Regions from separate parts of the Sus scrofa genome. Here regions 1, 2 and 3 are each linked to region 4. The links are chromatin contacts, called in public Hi-C and HiChIP or PLAC-seq maps. All regions are on one chromosome and are shown on one strand. Each heading gives the region's core, a stretch centred on a gene start, on an enhancer-like site or on the middle of the called end of the contact. The rest is flanking DNA. Distances are from core to core; before and after follow the strand shown. Region 1 holds the start of SUN2 (SUN domain-containing protein 2). Region 2 holds the start of CBX7 (chromobox protein homolog 7). Region 3 holds the start of CBX6 (chromobox protein homolog 6). Region 4 holds the start of MIEF1 (mitochondrial dynamics protein MID51).

The links. Hi-C and Micro-C count contacts between places; a contact is called where the count stands out from the background. HiChIP or PLAC-seq counts read pairs in DNA pulled down with a chosen protein or histone mark.
Region 1: an H3K27ac HiChIP or PLAC-seq map of alveolar macrophages shows a contact between it and region 4. The contact joins the promoter of SUN2 here to the promoter of MIEF1 in region 4. A contact is called at or near these places in 1 of 5 promoter capture datasets (liver) and 1 of 2 datasets of contacts at active chromatin or transcription factors (alveolar macrophages).
Region 2: an H3K27ac HiChIP or PLAC-seq map of alveolar macrophages shows a contact between it and region 4, with 8 times the contacts expected there. The contact joins the promoter of CBX7 here to the promoter of MIEF1 in region 4. A contact is called at or near these places in 3 of 5 promoter capture datasets (fetal liver, liver and skeletal muscle), 21 of 47 Hi-C or Micro-C datasets (alveolar macrophages, blood, embryonic fibroblasts and 13 more) and 2 of 2 datasets of contacts at active chromatin or transcription factors (alveolar macrophages and skeletal muscle).
Region 3: a contact with region 4 is called in a Hi-C map of epiblast stem cells, with 4 times the contacts expected there. The contact joins the promoter of CBX6 here to the promoter of MIEF1 in region 4. A contact is called at or near these places in 3 of 5 promoter capture datasets (fetal liver, fetal skeletal muscle and liver), 1 of 47 Hi-C or Micro-C datasets (epiblast stem cells) and 2 of 2 datasets of contacts at active chromatin or transcription factors (alveolar macrophages and skeletal muscle).

The regions. Positions count from the first base shown.
Region 1 is chr5:9,271,766-9,274,465 of Sscrofa11.1, forward strand. It overlaps SUN2 (SUN domain-containing protein 2), which reads left to right and starts at 1,371. Exons shown (of 18, transcript XM_013988192.2): 1 at 1,371-1,728.
Region 2 is chr5:9,068,949-9,071,648 of Sscrofa11.1, forward strand. It overlaps CBX7 (chromobox protein homolog 7), which reads left to right and starts at 1,364. Exons shown (of 6, transcript XM_013997510.2): 1 at 1,364-1,655. The coding sequence starts at 1,587.
Region 3 is chr5:9,179,209-9,181,908 of Sscrofa11.1, forward strand. CBX6 (chromobox protein homolog 6) reads left to right here and starts at 1,351. Exons shown (of 5, transcript XM_021091475.1): 1 at 1,351-1,561; 2 at 1,740-1,783; 3 at 1,951-2,016; 4 at 2,159-2,225. The coding sequence starts at 1,493.
Region 4 is chr5:8,760,802-8,763,501 of Sscrofa11.1, forward strand. MIEF1 (mitochondrial dynamics protein MID51) reads right to left here and starts at 1,286. Exons shown (of 6, transcript XM_001929366.6): 1 at 1,095-1,286.

The DNA.
Region 1 (2,700 bases), core at 121-2,620, 510 kb after region 4:
CTTGGAGAGAGTGAGGTGGCAGGCTATGGAGCCTCTATTGCTATTGGCAAGAACAGAACTGGGGAGCTAAGTGCCCTGGGGAGGAGAAGGTGTCAAGAGGAGGCCCCTCCCCTACCTGGATGCTGACTCTAAGTCTGATTTGAACTATTTCGCTCATGCCACGTTCAGCAGATACTCCGATGAGGAAAGCCCTGTGAAGGGTCCTGGGGAGCCAGCTCTTGCCCTTGGGGAGAGCCACATCTAAGCCCAGAAGCAAGCACTGTTGGCTACAATTAGCTGTAAGTGCAGGGGAGGCCCCTCTTTTCCGGGTGGGGCAATGGAGGCTGGCGGAGTGGGGGGGGTTGTTTCTGTCTGGAGTCAGTTTAGCACAAGGGCTTCACATTTCCTCAGTCCCCACCCCCAGTGCCTTCCTGTCACAGCTCAGTGATTTTGTCATTTCTAGCCTCTTCCTCTTGGTGCTTTAAAAGTGAAATAATGGCACTGTCGCAGCGTCCCTTAGAGGAGCTTGCCCAGGAAGTGACTCCTCCCTAGCCAGGCACTTTCTGCCATCAGCAGAGTGGGCCAGTGGGGAGCCCACGCACAGGACCCTTGGAGTTGGGCAGCACTTGATTCTGTCAGGGTCTGTCAAGTGCTTATTCTACCTGCAGATTAAGGCAGAGGAAAAGGGAGCCAGCTTTCCTTCTCAGCACCAACTGTGGCAAGAATCTTCCTTAATATGGAGAAAAGCTTCTGTGTGAAATTTGGGGGTCTCTGAGGGCAGAATGAGAAGTGGCAGAGCCTCCTCCCAAATCTGGATTTTCCAAATCAACTCTAAAATGGAAAAAAAATAAACAACAAAAAAACCAACAAAACCCATGGGCTTGGATATAGAGAGAATCCTCTAATCTCAAATTTGCCTCTTTCAACTGTGTGCCTTTAAACGAATCATTTAAAAACCCTATAAACCTGTTTCCTGATCTGCAAAAAACGTGTAGAAATATCTAAGAATAATTACGCACGTGCCTCCAACAATTGTTTGCGGGTCCCCTAAGGGCTCGCTACGCGCTACCCTTCCAGGTGGGCCCTAGGCCAGGGGTCGTCAATCTCCCCTGCTCCCCCCTTTCTCGAGCCATTTTCAGCAAGGGTGTGCCCCCAACCACTTAATGCCTTTGAGGTCCTGGCACCCGGGCTCTGTTAAGTCGGCCTGAGGCAAGCTGGGTGGGGTGAGGCGCACCACGCGGTGTTAGGAGAGGGCTCAGGTGTTTGGAGTCACCAGACCCGGAGTCAAGTGCGCGGTCAGGCGGGATATCGCCAGCTGCCAGGTGCTGCCCCCGGGCCGCGCCTCCCATGCGCGGACTCCTGTTTGGCCGCGCCCCGCCCGCGGGGCCCACGCGACGGGCGGGGCGAGCCGGGGCCTTTGTGTTCAAACCGCCCAATGGGCGTCGGCAATGGGCGGTGACGCGAGAGGGGCCTGGCCAATGAGCTGCGGACTGTCAGCGTTGACCGACAGGCGCACATATACACACTCGGCCACGCGCGCGCCGCCGGGTCCCACTCGCGCAGCGCGGTTCTGCGCGGGCCGCATTGTCCGTTCGCTCACCTCGTCCCGCCCCGAGGCTCCTCACCGCGCGCCCCGGGCTCGGGCGCCGACCGCCGCTCCCCGGATCCCAACGCAGTAAGGGGGCGCGCCCGGGAGGCGCGGCGGGCCTCGGACGCCCCCGGCTGTGCACCGAGCAGCGGCGGCAGCAGGTAACAGCCGGCCGTGGGCCTCTGGCGGGCGGACGCGCGGGGCGAGGGCGGTAGGCCAGCCTCGGCCGCCTCCTCGCGCGGCCCGGGCCCGGCCTGACCCCGGGGTCATCATCGGACCGCGCCGGCCAGTGCCGAGCTGCCCAGGCCTGGTTCTTCCTCTCCAGGCCAAGCTGGGCCAGGCTCCAGCCCCGCCCGGCGCACGCCCCTGGGCCGGTCGGGAAGGGCCAGCGCTGTGCCAAGGCTGCTCTGACTCATCTCCGCCGCCCGGCCCCCGCCCCCGAGACTGGCCGCCCCACTGGTCAGTCCGGAGGGCGGACGTCTTCCAGGCGGGACTCCCCCGGGCGGCACCTCCCCGGGAGGAGGCTGCCCCAAACCGGCCCAGGGCAGTGCCTGCGTTTTCTTGCTAGTCAGGCAGTTTCCAGGGACCAGCAGTTCTCTGCTTCTGCCGCCGCCTGTCAGAACTCTGGGAATAGGAGGAAGGCCCATTTTGCTTAGTTCTTAAAAAAAAAAAAAAAAAAAAAAAAAAAAACCAAACAAAAAGGGGGCGGGAGTGTGACTTAGAGCAGAGAGGCAGGGCAGGCGCGCGCTTGGTTAAAAAAAACCCGAAAAACAAACCTCCGCAGGGTCAGCCAGTAGGGAAGGAAGGGAGAAGGGAGTTAGCACCTGGAGCGTTTTACAGGTCCCACGAGTGTGAAAACGTCCCGCGGAGGATGCCCAAGATCTAGGTTAAGCCTGAAGACTGGATGGATACTGCGGTATGAGTTTGCGATGGGGCCAAGGAAAGGCGGCGCTGAGAAAAGGATGTGGTTCAGCTCAGAAGTGAAGAGGGATGTTTTATGTGAGGGTTTCTTAACTGATCATGTGTGGAGGGGGTGTCCGTTCTGTTATGCAAAATATTGAGCTCCTAGAGGCTCACTTCTTGTTTTGTTTTCTTTTGGAGGATGGAGCCTTGACCTTTTCACTCTTGTGAAA
Region 2 (2,700 bases), core at 114-2,613, 310 kb after region 4:
TTATTCCCTATTGCAGCAGACTTTTGTCTGTGATCATCTTCCTCCTGCCTGAAGTTCCTCCGTTGGAATTTCCTTTAGGGAGGGTCTCCTGGTGGCAAGGTCTTGGTTTTCGTATCTATGAATGTTATGATTACACTTTGTTCTAGAAAGATGTTTTCACTGGGTGCTTAAATTTTGAAATAAAATTTCACTGAATTTCGACGATGATGCTTATTTTCTGTCAGGGCTCTGAATATATCATTCTACCACCTTCCCACTGGCTTCCGCTGCTCCTGATAAAAAGTCAGTGTAAACCTATTTCTTTGTTTCCAGACAGAGGCGTTTTTTCCAGACAGAGGGCAACAGGGGGGCCACGGAAGGTTTCTAAGCACTCGGAGCACTCCGTCAGATCTGCACTTCAGAAAGCACCCTCTGGCACTGTGTGGACACGGGCGGCTCGGAGGGGTGGGCAGTGAGAAGGTTGCCCAGAGAACGGACATGGGGTGTGGAGGGGAGGAGATCAGAGAGGCGGGACTTGGGGTCATTGCAGCAGGAGTTGGGAATCAGAGAGGCAAGGATGACTAGGGTTCCGAGCTAGGATGAACGGTGGCGCCGTAGCGGAAACAGAGGGGAGGTGAGGATAAACGGTTCGTTCGGGACCTCCCGATGCATTCATTCCAGAAACAGTCGAACACCTACTTATGTGCCAAAAGCCAAAAGCATGTGACTGGGGACTCGTGGCTGCGTGGCACCAAATTCCGTCCCACTGTGCACCTTAGATCTGTCGCGGCTGCACCCGTCGCCAAGTATTGCCTCGAAGTAGCCGCCGCGTGGGATCCCGAAGCCTCAGCACAAGCACCGGCAGACCCGCTGACCGACAGAAGAATGGACAAGCGGGCGCCCGCTCAGGACTGGCCAAATCACGCCGCTCAGGAGCCGGTATCTAGAAAGACCACCGTGCGGAGAAGCCCCAACGCATTGGGAAACCTTGGCCGTCCCCGCCCTCCTGCCCCCCAAGGGTCCGTTTCGCGACCCCGCCTGTCGTTTGTGCGAGGTGGGGCACATGGTCTCCCCGCTCTGCCGGTGTCCTCATCTGCCCAACCCGGGCCATGCCGTTTCCGGCCCCTCAGAGTCACCGGGAGGATTTTAGGAAATGCGTCCGGGTAGTAAGAGCTCGGAGCCGAGCAGCGACTGCACCAAATAAGTCCCGCGAGCCCGCAGCTCCAGCGAGCGGCGCGGAGCCCGCAGGTCGGGCGGGGCGGAGCTCCAGTGGGGGCGGGGCGGGGCGGAGCCAGGAAGGAGGGAGGGAGGGAGGGGCGTGACCTGCCCAGCGCGAGCCGAGCCCCCGCCCCGCCCCCGCCCCCGCCCCGCGCGCTCGCTCGCTCGCTCGCGCGCGCCGAGGAAAACGTTGCGCAGGTTCAAAAATGGAACGTCGGCGGCGTGAGGGAGCGCGAGGGGGTGTGCGCGCGTGCGCGTGCGCGTGCGCGCCCGGGCGAGGGTGACGGGGTCCCCGCTGGCCCGAGCATCGCGCGCCGCAGACGCGGCCCCGCAGCTCCGCCCCCGGCCCGGCCCGGCCAGGCCCCGGGCCCGCTCGCCCGCCGCCCCACATGGAGCTGTCAGCCATCGGCGAGCAGGTGTTCGCCGTAGAGAGCATCCGGAAGAAGCGCGTGCGGAAGGTGAGGCTGCCCGGGGGCGGCTCCCAGGACCCCTGTGGGGTCCCCTCTTGTCCTCAGCACTGTCACCTTCAAGCTGGAGGCGACGGCGAAAGTGGGGCAGGGGTGCCCAGGCAGCTCCGCACTGCCGGGCTCCCATCCCCAACCCGTGCCTCAGTTTCCCCCGCTACCTTGTAGGGCTAGTAGTATAAAAGTTGTCACCCCAGGATGCTGGGGGCAGATAAGCTCGCCAGAGCTAGAAATTAGGATCAGACCGTAGGGATCCTGAATGTCATCCTTTCTCATCCTCCCCTCATTCTAAATATAGGGAAACTGAGGCCCAAATGAAGAAACGGCTTGCCTAGTGTGTTCGACGCAGATCGGGGTCTCGAACTCAGGACTCTGGACTCTTGGTGCCAAGTCCTTTGAAGTTGGAGGCGGAGCTTTGGAAAAAGCCGTCTCTTAGTCTCTGAAGTCTAACTGCTGGACTTCGACCTTTTCCGATTCCTTCCACACCCTCACCTCCGAGTCTCTCCCCTCTGCCAGTGCACGCCCCCGTCTTCCCCTCCCCAACTCGCAGCCCCGCCCGGCCAGGCCAGCCGGGCTCCGAGAAGCTGCCTACAGCGCTGGGGCATCCACGAAGCTCCTCCCCCTTCGCCTTCGCCTCCAAAACATACACCCTGCAATTTAAGGAGGCATCTCTTCCGCTGGGTTTGGTCCCTGTGCCTCAGGGCTGGACTTTGGCCGTGCACACGTTTGCAAAGTGATCCGGCCCCAGACTGGAGGCTGGGGACGAAGTGTTTGAGGAAAGTTCCTGTCCCCAGCACGCACCACCATCCTTTTGCCTTATCTCCTCTCCGCAGCCCCTTGGGAAATTCTAGCGGCAGGATAGGAAGAGGTCTTAAAGAGTTCATCTCCTTGTATTTGACCAAGGCACAGACTGAGGCCCGGGCTGGGGAAGTAGCCTGGTCAAGGTCACACAGCAAGTTAGAGATAAAAGTAGAGCCAGGAGCTCCAATTGGCTGATTGCCAACTCATCTTTGGAGAGAAAAAATCCAGTCCTGGCATC
Region 3 (2,700 bases), core at 101-2,600, 420 kb after region 4:
ATTCCTCTCCACCTCAGTGTCACTGCCCCCCCCCCACTAAAATGATGGTGAATCTGCACTTAATGACACTGAAAGAGTTCATTTCATGCCATTAAGGGAGAAAAGTGGATTCCATCTAGTGTGACTGTTATGATCCCACTGTGCTAATGAGAAAGAATTTAAGTAATATGTCTATACCATAGATATACACACAATGTAGATATGTGCATATATACGTGTGTTTATATAGGCACACGACGGAGGCTGGAAGAAGATTCTTGAAGAGGTTAATGATTTGATGGAGATTATAGATAGCTGCTTTTTGTTGTACTTTCAAGAAATTTACAAAGAACAGGACTGTTGGTGTGACCCCATAAAATAAAGTTGAAATAATTCAAAATAAAAGAAACGGAGCGTTATGTGTGGCAGGGCTACTCTGCGTCCATTCCAGGACAACCCAGGTCTCCCGGCACCCTCTCCCAAATAGGAAGCTGGGCTCTGGTCTCCGGCGAGCAATGGCGGAACCAGCAGACGAACTGCAGGCGGCAGGAGGGTGACGCGGTCAGGGGGCCTGGGAATCAGAAAGCATACGGAGGAGGCCGAGAGAGCGGCTTCTGCCGAATGACCCAAGGATGACCTGATTCGGGCCCAATCTGGTATGTGGGGAGCCCGTTGTCCTCCCACGGCCTCGCTCCCCACCCCCATCCTCCCCACCGCCACATCTTCACCGTTGCGTCTTCACCCGGACCTCCTGGGTGAAGGCAGGTGCCGCGCCCAAGACCCCGGCCGAAAAACAGATGTATACGATCACCCCGGCCTCCCTTGGCCTCAATTCACCACCTCCCCCGCTTCCTGCGGTGGCGTTTTTGTTTTAATTCATCTGAACTGGTTACAAAACCACACTCCCACGAATACATAAATAATGGATAAGGGGTTGGGGGGCAGTGTTTTAAAGAAATTCCCGCAGGGCCTGGCAAAGCAACAGCAAATGCATTTCTGCTGTATCATATTTAACTGTTTGCAAACTTCTGCTGGGAGGATGAGCAGCAGCAGCAGAGATTCCACCGCCCTTCCCCCTCCGAGCCAGGAGAGATTTGCAAGGGAGGGTTTAAAGGAGGGAGAAATTGTCAGCTACAGAGGGTCCGGAAGATGGAGAGGAGAATGAGAAAGTGTTTGTAAGACTGCACTGCGCGGGACCCGGCTTCTTACAGGGCAAGCATCTCCGGGGCTCTGGGCCCCGGCTCCCCTAGCCAGGCAAGGCCCCTTTAAGAACCAGTGCGCGCCCCCGCCCCGCGTGCGCTCACTTTCCCTAGCAACCGCCCCGGGGGAGGAGGAGGTCCTGGCAACGGCGCGCCAGTCCGGAGGGTCACGTGACGGCCCGCAGCTGGAACGCGAGTGCGCGCCCCGCCGCGCGCCCGCCCGCCGGGCCTATGCGCTGCGGCGCGTGCGCGAGCGGTGTAGCACCGGCCGCGGGAGCAGGGAGTATTATGGGCTGTGGGTGCCGCTGAGCAAGATGGAGCTGTCTGCAGTGGGCGAGCGGGTCTTCGCGGCCGAATCCATCATCAAACGGCGGATCCGAAAGGTGAGCTGCCTCCCTGGGTGGGACACCTAGCCCTGCAGCCGGTGTCCCGTTTTGCGGGCCAACGGGGCGAAGCGGTCCCGCTAGCCCGGGCTCTCTCGCCCACCCCCGCGCCGCCGCCTCCTCGCGTCCCTGCATCCTCCCCACCCCACTCCCCCCTTTTTTCTTCTCTGTTTTTCAGGGACGCATCGAGTACCTGGTGAAATGGAAGGGGTGGGCCATCAAGTGAGTGTCACCGGATCCAGGGGCGAGGGGGAAGGAAGGCAACGGACACTGGGGCCTTTTTTTTTTTTTTTTTCCTTCCTTGGCGGGGGGGTGCGCTCATCTGCTCCCTGGCATGTGCCTCAGCCTCTCTGGTTTTCTTTTTATTTTGTGCATGTGTAACACGGCAGGTACAGCACTTGGGAGCCCGAGGAGAACATCCTGGACTCGCGGCTCATTGCAGCCTTCGAGCAGAAGTGAGTTTAGGAAGCTGGCAGGGGCGGCGGGGCCGAGACTCGGCTGGGGCGCCGCGCGGGGAAGCGGGAGAGCCGGGGAGGGCAGCGCGGAGTGGGGCCCGGGAGGGGGCTCTTTTTAACCTCTGGCGTTTCTCGGCCGCAGGGAGAGGGAGCGTGAGCTGTATGGGCCCAAGAAGAGGGGACCCAAACCCAAAACTTTCCTCCTGAAGGTAACCTGGCCCAGCCCCAGCAGCCCCCTCACGGGCCCCCTAGCCCGGGCGCAACACGGGGCCTGCAAGGGCGGGACAGATCCGCGGCCGCCCGCTTGGGCGGGCCTTTCCAGAGGGGCCCCGGCTGGGCAGGGGGTGGTTATGAGCCCCCGACAAGCCCCTGGCAGCAGGCCCTGGCCAGCTCCAGCTTCAGCAGAGGGGCCCGGGAATGGGGGGCGCGGGGGGGGAATCTTCCTCGCTGACAAGACCAGGGTCTGGGGAGGCCCGCAGGAAGCAGGTGGATGAGGCAGGTGGGGACTGTCCACCTGAGGGAGCGGCAAGGAGGTCGCTTCTGCACGTGAGAGCCCTCATGTCCCCCAGCCTTGAGCCGGTAGGAATTAGAACCCAGCGAGAGTGAATGTGCTCTCTCACATGGCAGGAAACCGGGAGAGGTACTGGGGGAGGGGGCACCTGCGACTCTGCCCCCAGCTTCCCT
Region 4 (2,700 bases), core at 36-2,535:
TCTATCAGGGACAGCTATTATTAGGGTTACCTACTCTCATCTGTATTCAATGGAGCTACACATAAACTGTCACAGTCAGTCCTTACACAACAGCAGGGGGTTATCATTTGTAAAGTGCTTTGTCATCCCTTATCACATGTAAGTTGAGGAACTTACAAACTGGTCCGGGTTCACGTCAAGCTTTAACACTTACTGTTTACTAGATATCATGCGAGGGCTAAGCAGGTCCCACGTGACAACTCATCCCGTTCTAACACACCACCAGTGTCATCGGTATCCCCATTTTAAGTAGAGAAAACTGATGCTCCCAGAGGGAAGTAACTTGCCCACAGGCACACAGCTGTAAAGAGGGGGTGCACGCGTGTCCCCAATTCTGCCTGCCTCTGTAATGACAGCTACTACCATTGGCTAGGAGCTTACCAAGTGCACAGCACTTCTAGGTGTTCTACAAACTTTCCCAGCACAGGGCCTGGCACATACTAAAGAGGGAACCCTCAAAACGTCCTTCTGTGGAAAAAAATGATGATGACCCTTGTTTCTGAAATACAGAAACGAGAAGGAGTGGGGGAAACATTTGGTAAAAACGTCTGGACTTTGGGCCCCAAACCAGCTAGCCATCAGCCTCCGGCCTAGTGCTAGCAGCCATCCCCGTCCCTTTTTCCTCAACTGCAGAAGAGCACCCCTCAGCCCCCCTTAAGGGTCTCCCGCAGCAGGAGATAAGTCCAGAAATCAACAGGAAAAGTGCTTTATGAAGTAGGAAGCGACTGTCACGCCAGAGCTGTTACTACAAGGTCGAGCGGCGAGTGGGCGGCTGGGCCCCGGCGGGTCCCCAGTTTCTTCCCCGACCCCGCCTTCGCACCGAGCCGAAGAGGGAAGACCCCGAGGCTGGGGCAGGCCGGCTCAGGCCCCCCCGGGAGGGCTCCGGAGGCTGGGGCGGGGCCAACGAGAGGCCTCAGGGGGAAAGCCCGGCAGGCTAGGGCCAGACCCCCGGCGGCCAGGTCGGTAGCCAGGGCCGGATAGGGAGCACCGGCCGCGGCCCTGAGAGGAAAGGCGGCGAGCCCCCAGCCCTGGCCCTCACTCCTCCCCTCACTTACCTGCGGGCCGCGCGCGCGCTACCACTCCTCGAGTCTCGCCTCTCGCCCGGTACCTCTCCTGGGGTCACCCGCCAACATGGCCCCTTCACTTCCGGGACACGACCTTGCGCACGGAGCTGAGGGGAGGGATCGAAGAGAGCCTGGAGGCAGGGGGAGGCGGGAGGACTTCCGGTTTCCCCCGCCTAGGCCTCTCTCGGGGCGGGGCCAGAGCCACGTCGGGCCACGCCCCCTAGCTCGGCTCCGCCCACAAGCTTGAGTCCCGCCTCCGTACGTGACAACACAGAGGGTCCGGCCTGCTGAGGGCCTCGCCTACGCGGCGGTCCCAGGCGTCGTCGTCCCGCGGAACAGAGCCAGGGAAAGCTGGGGGAGGCAGCTGGGCGGGGTAGTCACCCACCCTGCTGCCAGCACCGTGGTCTGTCCGGGGGGTCTGGCCAGGCCCCAGCACTGTCTGCCCATCTCGAGCTGGAACCATGAGGGCTCCTGGGGGACTTTTAACACTAACAGTATTCCCTATCGTGGCTTTCACAGCTCTTCCATTTTCTCAGATTGCCTTCTTTTCAACCCTCCATGCCGTTCCCGCTCCCCTGGCAAAGACCTACCTTTCAAGGACCACCTCAACTGTCCCCTGTTGAAGTCTTTTCCCGCCCCCTTTCTCATCCAACATTAATGTCTCCTTTGGGCTCCACGGAAATGTCTGCTGACCACCTAGGGCTTCACTCCTTAAGTTAACAAAACGTGTTATTGGCGCCTGTTATTTGCTAGGCACTGTTTTTTTAGTTTCTGTCTCACCAGATTTAAGGGCAGGAGCCATGTCCTTACGGAATCCCTAAACCCCCTTCCCCCCAGAGCCTAGTTCAGTGTCCGGCTGAGGAAGGATAGTCTAGGAGGGGAGGGGAACAGGCAGGCTTTGGAATCAAGCCCAGACAGCTCCAGTTCCAGTCCCAGTTCCACCACTTAAGGACAGCTGCCTGCCCTCTGGCAAGTTTCCTAACCCCTCCCAGCTTTTGTGTGGATTAAAAGGCATCTGGCAGGACAATTGCCCACCCTTCCATTCATTCTTGCATAAATCCTTGTTTTGCAAGCACTGCCACTGGCACTGCAGAGAATACATCAAGTCCTCAGATTCTGGTGGAGGCTGATGTCAGAGGAGGTGATAAGAACCGGGAGAAACTTGAGAAACTTACTGGATGAGAGGATGAAGGGAAAGGAGTTGCCTTTTTATGTGGAGTGTTGCCAGAAGGCCTGTCTGATAAGGGAACCTGGAGTAGGACCTGAGGGAGGAGCATTCCAGGTGTTGGCCCTCAGGTGGGCCCTTAGGCTCAGCTGTCCTAGGAGCAGAAGAGAGGGGACCAGTGCCAGGGGAGTAGAGTGAGTGAGCAAGAACTGGGGAAGACGCAGGACTGCAGGTCCTTTTCGGGGCAGGGGAGGGGAGACTATGCTGAGGCTGGAGCCACCAGAAGATTTGGAGCTAAGGAGGAACACGACCTGACCATTTGTTTATGGTGAAAAAATTATATTTCAAATTAGCCAGCTGGACTCAGTTTAGATGATCCCAATTTTTTTGGCACCACCCAAAGCATCACAGGCAGGGGCCAGTTAAACATAT